Linked DNA regions of Sus scrofa: region 1 is linked to region 2. The links are chromatin contacts, called in public Hi-C maps. All regions are on one chromosome and are shown on one strand. The core of a region is the stretch at or near the end of the contact, and the rest is flanking DNA. Distances in the headings are between cores, read along the strand shown.

Region 1 (3,156 bases), core at 40-2,539, 46 kb after region 2:
CCAACTAAATATCTATGGGGCCAGATTTCCTTCACATACTTAAATCAATGCCATTTCAGAACAGATGGAATATAGAAGCAGATATGAGAATCCAGCTCTCTTCAATTAAGCCAGATATTAATGAGATTTGCATGTAAAACAATATACTGCTCTCATGTAACTTTTTTTTGTGTGGAAAACATACTTTTTAATAAAAATGTTATGTAGACATGTAAAGAGTTTATTACTTTTTTCTATTAGTGAATCAACACTTTTATACATTTCTCAGTGTAAATTTCCAATATACTAAAAACAGAAAAACGTAACTCATATAAATAAAAGTTCTGGAGTTCCCATAATGGCACAGCGGAAACAAATCCAACTAGGAACCATGAGTTTGTGGGTTCGATCCCTGGCCTCGCTCAGTGGGTTAAGGATCCAGCACTGCCGTGAGCTGTGGTGTAGGTTGCAGATGAGGCTTGGATCTGGTGTTGCTGTGGTTCTGGCGTAAGCTGGCAGCTGTAGCTCGGATTAGACCCCTAGCCTGGGAACCTCCATATGCCACAGGTGCGGCCCTAAAAAGAACACATAAATAAATAAAAGTTCTTTTAGGGTTCTCGATAATGTGTGTAGCGCGGTGTAAAGGGGTTCTGAGAATAAGAATGTGAGAACACATGCTCTAAGATGCCTATGTCTGATCCTGCTGGCCAATCCCAGTGCAGAGAATTTGATGTTACAATGCTATTCAGACTCACCTAAGAATTTTCCTGATAGACCACACTCTAGTCACTGCCCCTACTCTGCATTCCCTCTGCGGTTATTTTTTTCGGTTCTCCCTGCTGTTTTCAAACCTCTGGTTCTTGGCAGGTACCAGAAAGACACATAAAGAAACTCGCACAGTCTCTACGCCGGGGCAGTTCTTCCAGGTGTGTCCTCACCTCGGCAGTGAACCTCTCTGGAAAGTCTGGCATTTGTGCCCACACTGCTCACATCAGGGAGCATCGAAGGGACACTACAGTAACGTGGAGAGGTCTACTGGGGTCCCGGGAGGGCCCCAGCGAAGTTGCAGGCATTTCGAGTCTAGGTTGAAAGAGAAAAGAGGGCTCCGGAGGCCTCTAGCGAAAGACTGGTCGTTCTGTAGAACTGAGGCGGATTCAGCTGCGTCTCCGTACCTCCTCCGTCACCCGGTAAAGTGAGGCCAGACCACGTCTCTTCGCGGCCTCGTCGCCCCGCCCCAAGGCCATTTGCTCCGCCCTCTGCCGCCAAGCGAGGGACCCGGTGCGGTAGACTAGGGCCCTTCACGACAGTCCGGGCGCTTTCCGGCTCGCCTCGCAGGTGCTGATGTGTCGGGGAGGCGGGGCTTGGGGGAGCCAGTCCCTGCGACGCTCCCTGCTCCGACGTGCAGCTGTGGTGGATCTAGCTCCCCGAGGCCATGGGGGTGTCTGCTCGGTCCGCGCGGGCCCAGCCCCACTCTGGTAGGCTCAGAACCCCGCCTTGTGGCTGTTAGAGAGGGGCGCTGGTTTCAGAGGGATGGAAGCGGGAACACTGCCCTGTGGAACCCGGGGAAGACTTGGTTGGGAATAGGCTTGTAGAGATGTTGCAGTCTTTGGCTTTGGGGTGGCTATGATATTCGGGGTGCTTTGCGGTTAGGAGGATATAGTCTGAAAAAGATTCTGGGGCATTGGGGGATCCTGGAGGAGGGGCTGCACTGCAGGGATGTTTCGGTTAGCCAGAGATCAGTGGGAGAACCCAGGTTGGCAGGAGCCTGGGACTGTGATATCTGGAGAAGCCTGTTTTAAAGCATCACCACCCAAACGCGCATTTCTCTCTCCACCTATTGGTTGCAGATAAAGTACAGAAAGACAAGTCTGGACAGACCTCAGGGCCCCCTCAGAGCAGCCGAATGGGGAAACTCTTGGGTTTTGAGTGGACAGATGTGTCCAGCTGGGGGAGACTGGTGACCCTGCTGAATAGACCAACGGATCCTGCAAGCCTGGCAGTCTTCCGTTTTCTCTTTGGTAAGTCCACTTTGGGGAGGGGCAGTGTGGTTGGGGGTGGGAGAATGACAATTGTCCCTTGTCCTTTTCTTGGCTACTTACCTGCTTAGTAGACTTACCTTGCTTTTCCTAAGACCAGAAGTTACTGATAATCTGTGAGAGGTCTTTGTGAACTTTAGGATCGAACCCAGGTTTGTCTCTTCCCATTAGGGTTTGGAGGCCAGAAATGCTTTGATCTGAGGCTATAGGAAATACAGAGTCAGAGGAACAGGAACCCGTATTATCTGTGGCATGAAGTTGCCCAGTAACTGCTTCAGAGAAATGGCAGGGGTGACAGGGCAGACATTCTGGCTATGGCTCTCTAATCCAGAGTCTAACTCATAGACCACAGCACATATGCTTGGAATGGGTGACAGATACAGTGACATTACTTCCTTTAGCCCAGTGGTTCTCAACTGGGAGCGATTTTGCTCTCCTAGGGATATTTGGCAATGTCTGTAGACATTTGTATTTGTCACAGCCTGGGATGGGGGACAAGGGGAATTGTTGGCTACTGGCGTCTACATAAAGCCAGGGATGCTGCCGAATGACCTAGGATCCACAGGATAGGCCTCCCAGCAAATAATTAACCAGCCCAAACTGTGAATAGTCCTGGGGTTGAGAAATCCTGCCTTAATGGAGCTGGCTTCCTAACCCAAATGTGCTGGTCAGATACTGCCAAGGGCTCCAGGAAGAGAAAGAGGTTGAGGAGCACCACCCCAGAACCCATTCTCTCTCTTTTTTTTTTTCTGATAGGCAAGAAATTGATTTATTAAGATAGGATGCTTGTGAGAGATGCAAGCAGGCAGGCAGGGAGGCTCTGCCCCAGAGCCCTTTCTGTAGCCAGTAGGACAGACCTTTACAAATATGACTATCAAAACACGAACAGCTTTTAGAGCATTTTGTACGCTTCTCTCCCTTAATCGTCTCTGAAACCCTGCACAATACGAGGAGCCCCCTTTCCCACATGGGGAATTGGCTCAGTGAAGTGCAGTGGCTTTCTGATCACACAGCTGGTATAATGCCCAGCACAGAGTGAATGCTCTGAAATTATTGTTGAATGAATTCTTTTCAGGGTTAGGAAAGAAGTCTGACTCTGGAGCCGGGTGTGCTCCCCTGTATTCCAGTGTGTCCCGTGGCT
Region 2 (2,908 bases), core at 53-2,552:
ATAAATAAAAAATAAAATAAAATAAAAAAGACAAATGAAACGAGTGTGCAATTTGGAATTCCGGGTGTGGTTTAGCAGGCTAAGAACCCGACACTGTCCGTGAGGATGCAGACTTGATCCCTGGCCTCCCTCAGTGGGTTAAGGATACAGCGTTGTCCCAAGCTGAGTTGTAGGTCACAGATGATGTGTGGAGGATCGGTGTGGATGTTGCATGGGCTGGCAGCTGCAGCTCCAATTTGACGTGCATATGGAACTTCCATATGCTGCAGGTGCAGCAGAAAAAAAATAAATACATAAGTTAGTCTGCTTGAATATCAATGGAGGTACATATACAGTCCAAAACCAAAGAGATAATGAACTTAACCACCAGCCACCAAGTGTTCTGCCCCCACCATTGACGTGCTTTCAGTGCACTCACTTTCTGTTTTTGTTTTTGTCCTTGTTGTTGGCCAGCTCTGGCATATGGAAGTTCCCAGGCCATAAATGGAACCCCCTACACATTAGCGACCAGAGCAGCTGTGGTAACAATGCCAGATCCTTAACCCACTGAGCCACAAGGGAGCTCCAGATCAGTGCACTTTCTAGAGTTTATCTAAATGGAAACACAGAACCAGTCTTTTTACCCCTGGCCTCGTTCACTCGCATATTTATTTTGAGATTCATCCACGCTGTTGAATGTGTAACAGCTCGTTATTTTTGACTGCTCAGCGATATTCCATCGTGTGGATGTATCAATCCATCCCTGTTCTAATCTTTTGTCTCTTTTTAAAGAGGATTCAAAAATGACACAGGCTCAGACCCCTGAAAAGCTCTAGATCCTCTCACGGAGAGAGTTAAGACGTCAGACCAGTGGGCGCTGGGTGGGCTGGAAGGGGGCATCCCCGCCACCGGTGGCGAAGGGGCCGAGGGGCCCGGTGCGGGCAGGGGGGTGGGCTGAGCAACGGGGGCGCCGCAGTTTGCCCTTCCGGGCACTGGCCTCCTCACGACCTCGCAGATCACGAGTAAGATGAGACGATCACGCAGCTGATGATGGAGTTTTCGCAGCATCTCATCACGGGAAAAAAAGACGAGAAGGCTCCACACAAATCACGGAGTGCTGTGATGGGTGCTTTGTATTTTTCTGAATTTTCTGGTGCATCAGCAGTAAGCCTAAATCCTGCTTTCTTATTGATAACGTCACAAAAAAGGCAAGGCCCCGCCGGGGGAATGGAAGTCGCGCACGTCCCATTCCCAGCACCACTCCACCAGCCCAGCTCACGCCTGGAACTCCGCGCGTGGTGACGCTCGGCCCGGTCGGCCGGTTCCCCGCCGACGTCAGGGTGCGGAGCCGGAAGTCGAGCGACGGGTGGCGCGGAGTTCTGCCTGCTGGAGGGCTGCCGTTGGAGCCGTTGAGGCGGAGGCGGCGCAGCTCCGCGCACAGAGCTCCAGATGGAATCGGCGCCGGGGCCCGGACCCGGCCTCTGCTACAAGCCGGGCGGGCGGCTGGACATGAGCCACGGCTTCGTCCACCACATTCGACGGAACCAGCTCGCCCGGTACCTCCCCGCCCCGCGCCACCGGCGCCACCCCTGGCCTGGCCTGGCCCGGCCGTCCCTGACTCCCGCTCGGCTCCCCGCAGGGACGACTACGACAAGAAGGTAAAGCAGGCGGCCAAGGAGAAGGTGAGGAGGCGGCACACGCCCGCGCCCACTCGGCCCCGCAAGCCGGACCTGCAGGTGTATCTGCCGCGACACCGAGGTGAGGCCGCCTGCCTCTAGCCCTCTGCCTGAACGCACTCTTCCTTTCTATATGGCAAAAAACAAACAACGAAAAAAAGAAACACACTCCTTAACCCCCAAGGCTCAGTTCATCTCGTCCCTTCCCGGAACTTCCGCCTCGACGCTCTCCAGCTGCCTCTCAGTGGTTCTCCCGGCAGAACAGGGACCCTCAAGACTAGTTAAGCAACACTATTACTGGACATACCTGGGAAGCGGCAGGAAGTTGTCTGCTGGTTTGCCCCCACTATACTGAATTCTCATATTCCCACCATCTAACAGAAAAAAAAAGGTTTGGCACTGTTCTAGACGACCAGGACATACCTGTGACATGAAGCCCAAACCCAGTTAATGACCTTCCCCCTAGCTTCCCACCCCCAGTTTCTCTGCCCTCTAGAGAGAGTTAAACCTACACCGCTAAATTTGTCGAGCCATCCTTAAAGTGTTTTTAGGTGTTAGGTACATCAATTCGTTTAGTTTCAAGAGGATCTCATAAAATGGGAATTTTCACGGGTTTCACAGTCAGGAAAACAGGTACAAACAAAGAGATTGAGTAACTTGCCTGAGATCTCTGAGAAGTAAATGGTAGAGCCTGGCCTGAACCCAGACAGATCCCTATCCACTTCTCTACTATTCTCCAATACTGTAGACAAAATGTGCATTCATGTACCTATTCGGAGATGGCTCTCTTCTGGTCCTGGGGCAGGGATAAAGGTGAATAAAACTGATGGGTGCCATGTTGTGCATACACACACACACATACACATTCTTGGTCCATGAGAAGATTGAGGTTTTGTTGTGTTTAGGGCTACACATGCGGCATATGGAAGTTCCCAGGCTAGGGGTCAGATCGGAGCTGTACCCACTGCCCTACACCACAGCTACAGCACACTGGATCCTAGCCACGTCTTGGACCTACACCAGAGCTCATGGCACTGATCCGAAACCACTAAGCAGGGCCAGGAATCAAACCTGCATCCTTAAGGATCCTATTCAGATTCGTCTCCACTGAGCCATGACGGGAACTCTGCTTGGGGCTTTCTTTATGGCATGTTTTCCTATATCATCTCTGTGCAGGAGCTCCAGCAGCCTTCCCCATATCCCTCTCACTCTGGTTCCATCCTTCCAGATGCCTCTACCCATCCAAGCAACCC

What was found. A called contact is a pair of places that touch in the nucleus more often than the background predicts.
Region 1: a Hi-C map of alveolar macrophages shows a contact between it and region 2, with 1.9 times the contacts expected there. The contact joins the promoter of GGCX here to the promoter of C3H2orf68 in region 2. A contact is called at or near these places in 2 of 5 promoter capture datasets (fetal liver and liver), 17 of 47 Hi-C or Micro-C datasets (adipose tissue, alveolar macrophages, blood and 10 more) and 2 of 2 datasets of contacts at active chromatin or transcription factors (alveolar macrophages and skeletal muscle).

What each region holds. Positions count from the first base shown.
Region 1 is chr3:59,201,074-59,204,229 of Sscrofa11.1, forward strand. GGCX (vitamin K-dependent gamma-carboxylase) reads left to right here and starts at 1,290. Exons shown (of 15, transcript XM_003354744.4): 1 at 1,290-1,454; 2 at 1,827-1,997. The coding sequence starts at 1,412.
Region 2 is chr3:59,155,353-59,158,260 of Sscrofa11.1, forward strand. C3H2orf68 (UPF0561 protein C2orf68 homolog) reads left to right here and starts at 1,303. Exons shown (of 4, transcript XM_003354742.4): 1 at 1,303-1,535; 2 at 1,619-1,737; 3 at 2,884-2,908. The coding sequence starts at 1,429. It overlaps USP39 (U4/U6.U5 tri-snRNP-associated protein 2), which reads right to left and starts at 1,245. Exons shown (of 13, transcript XM_013987875.2): 1 at 1-1,245.